Regions from separate parts of the Anser cygnoides genome. Here region 2 is linked to region 1. Evidence: chromatin contacts called from public Hi-C data. All regions are on one chromosome and are shown on one strand. The core of a region is the stretch at or near the end of the contact, and the rest is flanking DNA. Distances in the headings are between cores, read along the strand shown.

What was found. A called contact is a pair of places that touch in the nucleus more often than the background predicts.
Region 2: a Hi-C map of liver shows a contact between it and region 1, with 2.7 times the contacts expected there. The contact joins the promoter of MAN1A1 here to the enhancer-like site in region 1. A contact is called at or near these places in 3 of 7 Hi-C or Micro-C datasets (all in liver).

Annotation. Positions count from the first base shown.
Region 1 is chr3:68,591,619-68,596,759 of Taihu_goose_T2T_genome, reverse strand. No RefSeq gene overlaps it. Among named protein-coding and RNA genes, the nearest start is that of MAN1A1, 58 kb to the left of the region's middle. Within about 2 kb of position 2,584, at least 1 of the 3 cell types and tissues checked has open chromatin away from gene starts, as enhancers often do. A contact at or near this core is called in liver, where this site is marked.
Region 2 is chr3:68,649,820-68,654,857 of Taihu_goose_T2T_genome, reverse strand. MAN1A1 (mannosidase alpha class 1A member 1) reads right to left here and starts at 3,052. Exons shown (of 12, transcript XM_066994361.1): 1 at 2,187-3,052. The coding sequence starts at 2,789. It overlaps LOC136790458 (a long non-coding RNA gene), which reads left to right and starts at 3,224. Exons shown (of 4, transcript XR_010830398.1): 1 at 3,224-5,038.

The DNA of each region.
Region 1 (5,141 bases), core at 1,335-3,834:
GTTAACGAGGCAAGGCTTTATAATTGTAAAGCTAAAATATTAGGACAGGGCAATGGGTAGGAAGGAAGTAGGACAGCAGTTATTGAGAAGTCTTAGCAGGAAGGCTTTTAATTCTTCACTGTGGCACTGATAAGCCTGGATAGATGTTGCATCGAGATGAGATTCACGCAGATTTGAAAACTTTAGCTGTAATTTCTTGGTTTGTGTGACTTTCTTTTATATTACTCTTCAAAACAGTGGTACTCTGTCAAACTGAGAGCTCAAGCTGGCACTGGCAAGCCAGGCTCAGCTGCAGCCAGCAGGGCTGGCTCAGGGCTTCTGCGCACCTGGCCACAGGCAGGGGCACACCGAGGAGGGGCAGGCAGTGCAGTGGAAGGAGTGCCCCAATGGTTTCCAGTGCCACCAGCTTCTTCAGAGCATGTGATTCTGTGCCCCCAACAGAAATGAGCTGGGTTAGCACAAGGACAGCATGTGCTGGTGAATCTTTTGTTTAAAACTAACAGATTCGAAACTAGCGTCCCAGAGAACAGCAGGTCACAAAAGGGGTTATTATTGAAAATGAAACTGTATGGGTGACATCCTGGTGCTGCAAAAGGTAATGATAAATGACCATCTCCTTACCTATAACATCAAAGAGGAGCATATGCTAGCATTTGGTTAACAACCTGGTTCTGAAAACCTGCAGGTGAAAGTTTCTAAGTACCCGAGTTCTCCATATAATTAAAGAAAATTGGTTTTCTTAGATATATAAACGTTTGTGGGATTAAAGTCCAACAGTTAATCATTTAGGGTATATGTTAGATGGGTATATGGGTAGAACGGGACATTTAGTTTTACACTTGCATTAATCTCCATTACAGATGTGTAGGAGGACTGTGTGTCTCTAAAGACAAAAGCTGGTGTGAATACCACAATACCAGGTAATGATGAAAAAGGCTGCATGTGAGTTGATTAGGGATCAGTTAAACGTAAAGGGATCTATTTTGGTAAAGCATGAATGTCAAAAACATTGAAAGTTCAGTTTGGAAAAACACCTACAGAATAAGAATATATTTTCCAACCACCTAAGATGACTGCAAACCCTAATTCTTGGGACTTCCTTTTTCCAAAAGCACTGAGCATACCATTCAGACAGACTTGCTTTATTTTGGCTCTGATCTTGGGTATTTTTCCAACACCAGAAAACACCAGAAATCAAATGGAAATTAAAAGTTGAAGGTGGCAGCTTTGTGGAGAATAGAACCCAAAACCAAAGCTGACTTAGTTTTGGGTGATGAATTAAGTTTGGCATTTTTCATGCTCCCTTTCTAGCTCCCTTTCCTATGCTGTCACACTGTATTGCTCTAATTACAAAATTAGGGAAGATTTACAAGGAAGTGGTTTGTGGGTTTTGGGGCTGGGAGACATTTTCTCACATAAGGAGGAAAATGGAGAACTGAAGAAGTGGATCATGAAAAGAAATGCTGCTTCTGCTAGCAATTAGAAAGAGATATTAGTGGACACGGGGAAATTCGCTAGGAAAGAAATGATAAAAAAAATGTATGGTAATGATTTGCATAATAATTATATGCTTATTTGGAAATAAACGGTAGTGATTATGCAAATCATTTATTTCTGTTTTGATAATACCTCTCAGTGAGAGTATGGGGAATGACATGATTTACAAAAATAAGCGCCTAGTTTTGATTTAGGCATGGTATCTCATCCTTCCATGCCTTGCTCAGGAAATGTCAGTCAGTCAAGGTCTTGGTAGCACAAGGACATTCCTGTTTGCAATTTTGTGACATTGACATTGTTGTACCTACAGCCTCATGTCCAGAGCAGATGGGCACCAACGTGGCCAGCTCATTTGTCTTCGCTTTGCTGGCCAGTTAATAAGTTGTAGCCATGCTTTTGTCCATCACAGACTAGGAACACCTATACAATTATCAGATTCTATCTCACTATAAGCCTACAGAGCAGCAGATAAAATTCTGAGCTGCACAGCCTGGCCCTTGGTGTCTGCCTGAGCACTGGACTGTCCTTGAATTTAAAGACTGGGGCTATGGGCAAAAAGGCAGAGAGTGTGTCCTAACATGCATAAATAATGATTGCATGTATAGTTTGTGTAAGGGCTGAACATTTCTTAAATGAAAGGAATCAACATAAGTGTTGTATCTGTCCTTTCTTTAGCAAATAAATAGGGATTTCTCTGTCCTCTGATTTCTAAACTAGGTCTTACTCAATGCTTGGAAAGGTTTGTTGTTGTAACTGCACTGGCAAAATGTTCGAATGCAGGCGCAGCGTTATCAGCAAAGAGAGATTGCTTATACTACTTATACGAATTCCCTGAAGAAAATAACACTGGCAACATATCCTCTATTCATGTTTTTGTTACTATAATTAAGCTTGTGCTGGGATTTTATTTATTTATATATTTATTTATTTATTTATTGGCATAGAAATGAGCACAAAATAACACAGCTTTAACTGAGAATCTATACCGACATTTAAGCTTTGCCTTGGAGGAAAGTACCTCCTTGCCCTCCTACCTTGACTTCTTAATCTGAATTTCATGCAAATGCAGAGAGCTTCCACTGTTTTCTTGACACACTTGTGTTTTTTTTTTTCATTTTAGTGATGGGTGTTGACTTTTCTCATTTTAACTTTCAGCAAATGTGAAGAGAACAGAAGTTAGCTCTATAGGAGCAAGAGCTGGAAGAAGGCATCATGTTGCCTTGCCTTATTCCTCTGTATTACCAGTCCTGACATTCTCTCTCTCTCTCTCTCTCTCTCCTTTTCTCTCTCTTTTTTTTTTTTTTTCCTGCTTCTTATATCAGTTATGATCAGGAGCAGGAAGAAAATTACTTTAACGTCTGAGAGGCAGGAGCAGAGGAGGCATATTTAGAAGTGGAAATATTTCAGAATAAAGAAAAAGAAACATAAAGGTTACTTGCTTTAACCTCACTAACTTTTATTAGAGTAAATAACTGTTCAGCTTTTTGTTACCAAGTTTATATTTAGCCCAGGGTACAGCTAATGCCTTGAAACATACTGTTCATTTATCTTTCAAATAATGTTGATTATACCACTTCTAGGATTTCACAATAAGGACACCTAGAGAAAGTAGGACTCCATCTAGCAAAATCAGGACAGCAAGTTCGCCTGTCCTTTAAGATCAAACAGATTAGTCTCCTGCATTTGCTTCTACCCTCTATGTAAATATGTAAAAACAGACTGGATTATTAGGTTTACCTTGTGCAGTCACTCTGGTGACACTGATCCACGTCAGCCTCCTAGAGTTCTGTAAAAGATAAGACTAGTAAGGAAATAAAGTTCAGTGGTCGGAGCTTTGGTAAACACCCAAAGTTGAAGGAAGCCCATTGAGGTGCAATTGATTAATACAGACATGTCAAGTAGCCATTTAAATTTCAGATCTTGGATTTGCACTGCAAATAGTCACAGAGGAAGAAACAAGCAAGGCACTGTGCCCCTAATTCAGATATCACAGCGAATGAGAAGAACTTTTGTGAGACTTCTCTCAAGCTTTCCAGCCACTGTGCTCTTGAGAGCTTGGTCTGTTCTTCCGATAGTGTTCTGCCTCTGGGCTTTTTATCACACAGACACTACTTTTATCTCACACAGTGCTGGCTTGGGATGCATCACACAGATGCTGCAGGGATGATGCCCATGATTGCAACAGCTGCAGAAGCAATATGAGCTGTAGCTGCATCTCTGGAAGTAAGGGGAGTCACAGGGCTTGGGAGAGGCAAAAGCAATCCAGCACCCTGACTAGGACTTTGTTTAGCAGGTGTTATGCTTCACTGTTCACTTCACTCCTGGTTACTTACCTTGTGCGAGTTGCTTTTCTCTTGAGCAGCTGAGAAAAGTACTTTGCCCATTGAGTAGGTTTAACTTTAAGAACATGGTGAATATATAGATTTCTGAGGAGTTTGTAGAATTTGAACTTTGAGCTTTCTTTTTGAAGCTTGGGAGCACAGGCAGAATCAGCTCCTGTTGCTGGCAAGAGTCTTCTGCAATTCCTACTGATATAAAATGACTGGGGGATCACAGGATGCAAAGAGGAGAGAAATCCAGTTCTCTTTTCAGAGCTATACATCTCTAATTCCCTTTAATCATTTGCTCAACATTTGATTAAATGTTTGGATGTAGACTGGACTACCTAATCAGAGACAGTTTGCAATAACTCTGTATTGGTGCTATGTGTTATATGTTTAGTTTACCTCTGTAATCGTGCAAACCAGGATACAAGGACTTGATCGCGTTATCATTCATAAGCAAGAGGCTGTATAAGATCAGTTTCATGCTTCTTTTAAGATTTTCAGAGGCAGTTCTTAAGGTACAATAAATTCTGTATCAGTTCATTGTACCAAAACAACACTGTAAAAATAATGTTTTAGCATTAATATTTACAGTTGTGTTTACAGGGAGAGAGTACCTTATACTCATTAGCCAAGACTGATGCCAGCAGGGTGTTTCAGTTAGAGATGTACTTTAGTACAGTCTCAGACCCAGATAACCTTGATCTGAACAGCTCTCAAATGTCAGGATTTTTAATCCTACTGTGACTTTCACAACGATTCTCTTTTGCATAATGAGTCAGACACTCATTTTAAAGATACTCCTCCATATAATAGTCCCAGATCTATCTCCCTGCCTTGCTGCTGCTTCTACAGATTTAAAATCTAGCTCTGATAACTGAGATTTAGGCAGCACCTATGCTGCTGAATTAAGCAATGGCAAAACATTTCCAGGCATTTGCTGGAATAGTCCTTGGCACTCTTTTCATCCAGAACAGCTAGTATTTTCTGAAACAGTGTCCAGGCACAATGAGGGGCTTAGCACAAGCCAGGAACCATACTCGCTGTGGCAGTTTGGATGACCTTGTTTTGGAAGCTAAGGGAACTCAGTAGAGACATGGCCATGTTGTGCCAACTGGTCTCAGAGACAGAAAACAGGTCCTGGCATGTTTCCTTTACTAGCATAGATATAGCCTTCAGGTTTTTTGTCTTTGGCTTTGTGATTCGTTAGGAAACGTTTTCCTTCAGATGAGACAAAAAGATGAATCATTCTATTTGTTCATTTATAACTTGGAACTAGGTAGATGCTAAAGATCTCATGATCCTTTTCAATAGAAAAAC
Region 2 (5,038 bases), core at 1,803-4,302, 58 kb before region 1:
GGAATCTTTATATTCCTACTTTCTTTAAGTTTCACTTTGTGTTTTTTAAATGTGCCATAGAAAAAATGGTCAAAGTTTCTATTACAAAACTTCATTAAGAAATGCTACACACTCACGGCTCTTTCAGCTCTCTCCGCCCTCACCTTTACACCGCCCTGTTGACAATGCAGAGCTCTTTGAGGACAGAAACGAAGGGAAGCACAGCCTCACTTGTTCATTTCCTATAAAGCAGCCTGCTTCCTTCTGCCAGAAGCATCCTCATAACTAGTTTCAAGTTTTGAGTCCTAACCCTACGACATACGTCATGCCATGGCAGGCGTAAATTCCAGGCTCGAAAGGGTGTGAAGGCAGAAAGATTTGTCCGGTTTACACCTCCAGCATGCAACAACCAGGCACAAGGAGAGGAGCTTTAACGGGTAGGTTCCACCCTTTCTGTGCACCTACAGCGTAGCAGTAGGTAGCGCACCCTTCTGAAAGTTACAATTTAAAACAATTGCTAAGAAGGCTGCAGATCAGAATTCCAGCTTAACAGTAAAGCATGTACACAAAAAGGTGAACAAGGGCTTTCAAAGGCAGGGAAAAGAGCAACCTTTAGTGCAACATATGAAACAAGTTAACAGAAAATAGGAAACACTGTTTTAAGGACAGAAAAAAAAAAGAAGTATTCCTCAAAGAAAGAAAAATCAGACAGGTCAAGGTACTGTAGAAATGCAAGAGCAATTGAGTAAACAACATGATAAGTTCAGGATCTCTAGGATCTCAGGATCACACACTGGGTCGGGAGGAAAGAAAACTCCCAGAAACAGCACATAATGTTGAGGAATGATACTGAGATAAAAAGGAAAAATAAAGATCTGGAAACTAAATGCAGTCTCTCTGTCATCATTTCCTATGCTTACAATTGCCAAACATCTGGTCTGGGGGGTTACTGTGCTGTCGGTGGTTCCCGGGTAGAAGCGGGGGAGAACGAAGAGCAATGGGATGGAAAGGGAGGAAGAAAAGGAAGAGGTCCTGGGGCACATATGTATGCGTGCACACTTACATCTAACATGCACAAGCGTGCAAATGTATGCACACATACACACTTGCGTACATATAGAATAAAAAAAACACTGGGCTAATTGGCACGGTGTTAGACCAGCAAAATCAGAAGTATACTCAAGTTTTATCTTCCTCCTCCTGCTTATTTACTTGTTGCACTCCTCTGTACTACAGACTGTCATACATCAGGTCTAGAGCCTCATTATGCTACTCCCAAATACTCGTCCATGGCAATTCAAGATAACCAGAAACACAGTTTGTTGGTATTTCTAATTGCTCTGTATGCCTCAGGGAGGCTGCGAGACTGCAAGCAGTGAGAACACAGTCTCTGCACACTTCAAGACGTGGTCTGTACTGTGCACTCGTGAGAGCTTCCCTCCTCTAAACACCTTTGCGTCGGCATCTACTGCTTATGACTGGTGCACAGTTTGCTAAAACAGTTAAACTGATGCTAGGACTTCAGAGCACGGCACACAATTTGAGATTTGTGAGAGCTTATTATTTGGCGCTCCGCGTGATGCCAATGCCGATTTTTCAGCCCGCTCTGTGCAAACATGCAATAAAAATAAATCAGCCTAAACAGGGCTAACGATGTTTCACAGAAACACTCCGTGGTTGGAGTCTCGTTCCCATCCTCACGGAAGGGGAAAACACTCGCTACTTATTAATTTATAAACTAATCCCCGCAGGCAGCACGAATTGTCAACTCGATAAATACGGGCTGCCGGCAACGACAGGAAGTTGAACGGCACGAAGAATTATTAAAGAAAGAAAGAAAGGAGCCTCGTCGTGCCGGGGGGACCCCAGCGAGCCCTGCTCACGGCAGGCACGGCCGGGAGAGCCCCCCCTGCCCCGGGAGGCACGGGCAAAGCCCGGCGAGCTCCGGGGAGCCGCGCGAAGGCGTCGCGGGGCCGGGAGCTGCCAGCTCCTGCCTGGGGGCCCCGGCGGCTGCGAGAAGGAGGAGGAGGAGAAGAGGAGGAGGAGGAGGAGGAGGAGGATGCGGAGCCGGCACGGAGCGCCGGCCGGGGCATCCCGCAGCGGGGCGAGGCGGGGGCGCTCCCCGGGCTCCCCCCCGCCGCCGGCGACCTGTTGCCGGGCTCGGGGCTGCCCCGGGCCGGTCCCCGGGAGCGGCGGCCGCCACCCACCTCTTTGATCTTGGCCCTCCGCTGGCGCACGGCGGGGTCGGCGGGCTCCTGCCCCGCGGCGCCCACGGGCGGGCGGAAAGGGCGCTGGGGCAGCCCGGAGGCGGCCGGCTCCTTCCTGCCGCGGGCGTCCTGCGCGACTTTCTCCTTGTCCCGGCGGATGTCCCCGCGGATCTCCTCGGGCAGCTTCTGCAGCGTCTCCTTGGCCTCCCGCAGAGCCCGCTCGTGGTCGGCGCGGATCCGCGCCAGGCTGCCCCTGCCCGCCGCCGCCGGCCCCGCCGCCGGGCCCCCCCCGGGCTGCGGCGGGGCTCGGGGCTGCCCGCCGGGCGGCGGCGGCGGCGGCTGCAGGGCGGCCGAGTGGAAGAAGACGCCGCTGAGCAGCTTGGAGGAGTCGGGCAGGAAGAAGATGGCCCCGAAGCAGAGGGTGATGAAGGCGCTGAACACCAGCAGCAGCACGAACTTCTCCGTCAGCCGGAACGCGCCGGGGCCCGCCGCCTTCCGGACCCCGCCGCCCGCTCCGCCGCCGCCGCCGCCTCCCGCGGGGCCGCCCAGCGCCCCCGGCCCCGCCGCGCTACCGAACAGCGGCAGCAGGCTGGCGGCGGGCATGGCCCCCGCGCCGCCTCAGCGCGCCCCGCTCCGCTCCGCTCTGCCCTGCCCTGCCCTGCCCAGCCCCGCTCCGCCGGCGGAAAGTTTCCCCGGGCGGCCGCGGCGCCAACTCCCCGCCCCTCTCCCTCTCTCTCCCTCCCTGTCTCTCCCTCCCCGGGCCCGCCGGCTGAGCGCTCGGCGTCTGCGGGGCGGGCGCCGTCCGTCAGCCCCGGCCCATGCTGCCGGGACGGCGCCGCCGCGGGTGCCGCTCCCCGCTCCGCCCGCGCCCGACTGCCGGGCGGCGGGGGGGCGGGGCCAGGCGGGGCGGGGCCGCCGGCCGGCCAATGGCGGCGGGGGCGGGGCGAGGAGGGGCGGGGCGGGGCGGCAGGGGGCGGGGCTCCGCAGCCACCGCCCCGAGGCTGCCGGTGGGGCGCGGGGACGCGCGGGGAAGGCGGGGGGGGGGGAGCGGGGGCGCGCGCGCGGCCCCGTGCCCTGCCTGGGGACGCGCCGGCGGGGGGGCAGCGTTTGGCAGAGCGGAGGTTTTTGGGCACTGCCCGGGCAGGGCGGCCCCGAAGGTGCTGCGGTGCTGCCTCCGGACAGGCAGGGCGCGGGGTCGGAGGTGCGCTGCTCCCTCGGCGAGGAAAAAAGGAAAATGGGACCCGACGGCGGGGGGGAGGCCGAGCTTTAGCCAAGGGCAGGGAGAAGGCACTGCGTGAACTGCGAAGGCACGGCGCTGGAAACGGGCCGGGCGCGGGCCTCGCTCCGCTCCCAGCTGCATACAGGGGAGTTTCACCGCTGGCTTAACGGGAATAAAGGCAGGCTGCGTCCCAAAACCCCGTTCCTCAGAAGTTAGAGTCTGAGATAGATTAATTGGAAACAGGCTTAGAAGAGCCAGCTACACGCAGACGTTGGACCGAGTCCTGCAGAACTCCCTCCAGCCTAGGAGCAAACGCTTCTGTGAAACTTCAGCATTACATCCGAAACCGAAGGATCAGCGGCCCACGATTTGCATCCACCAAAATCACCCCCTTTAATTTTCGCTCTGATTTTCCTCTAAATCCTATTTTTTTCTCCCCGGGTTGCGTTTCCCCACAGCTAGATGTGAAACTCCTGCTTAAACCGAACGATGAGCGCTGCGATCTTGACGTGCCTTTCCCAGAAATGTGTAACGCTGCCTGGAGAGCTGTGCCAAGATCAAACTGCTTCGGATTGAAGAATTCAGCCTGCTTGGAGAAGGAGATAAGAATCTGCGCCTTTTTTTTGTTGTTGTGTTGTTTCAAAGGAACATTTAAGGTGGCAAACACGGAGTTTACTGAAAGGCAGTTGGCTAATGAAAAAGCTTCCTAAATGGTGAAATACCACTCAGCTCCAGCAAGCATATTCTGTTTCAATTGCTGCGTACGTGGGCGTACAATATTTTTCACAGATTGCCCGCAAAACTCATCACTACTTATATGATAATATTTGGGGGCTGAATTTGTTGCTGGCTGGAATAAGTGCCTCTCTTCAGCCCTCTGAAGTAATTCCTTAGGCTGCCATGTTGCCGCAGCACTCCGTGAGCCGATACAAGAGTTGAAAATCCCATCACCCAGGCTCTGCTCCTGTGTCTCAGCTGCCTAAAGGGAAGCCCTCTGAACTCACCAGCCTGCTGCGTTTTTGGTGCCTGAGGTAAGTGCCAGGGGTTAAATGTAAATGCATGCCGGGAGGTTCATCACCACCCTCATCATTCTCTTTGGGACATCCTGCTGTTTTCCTGAGCACGTGGGAAGCAACAAGTATTTTCAATGCGAAGGCAGAACCTGTTAACTTCTCCAGCCTCTGCGATGAGATGATCTTTCCAAGGACAACAATAACCTCCTCCTCAGGACAGAAGCCAAAATTTTCTATGCAGAGCTTTCCTGTTGTGAACACCTGATGTTACAAACACTCAATAGCAGAGTCATGTGGGAGCCATTCAGTGGGACCGGTCATGCATGGAAAGCTCCTGGCACACAGAGCTGTTCACAAGATGAGGGCAATGGAGGCTGCAAGAAAAAAAAATAATGCCTCAACCCAACATTGCTGTACAAGTCCCTTGTTTTAGGTCAATAATTTACTTTAGGCCCAAGACAGAGTCATATAAGATATTGCAAAGAACATGAACATACAGGGAGTATTTGAGGAGAAAAAAACCACTCAAATATGAGTAGAAGAATCGAGACTTGTACATGCTCAGTTTTGACTGTCTGTATCTGACCGGAAATGCAGCTGTAAAGTTAAGCACCATTGAT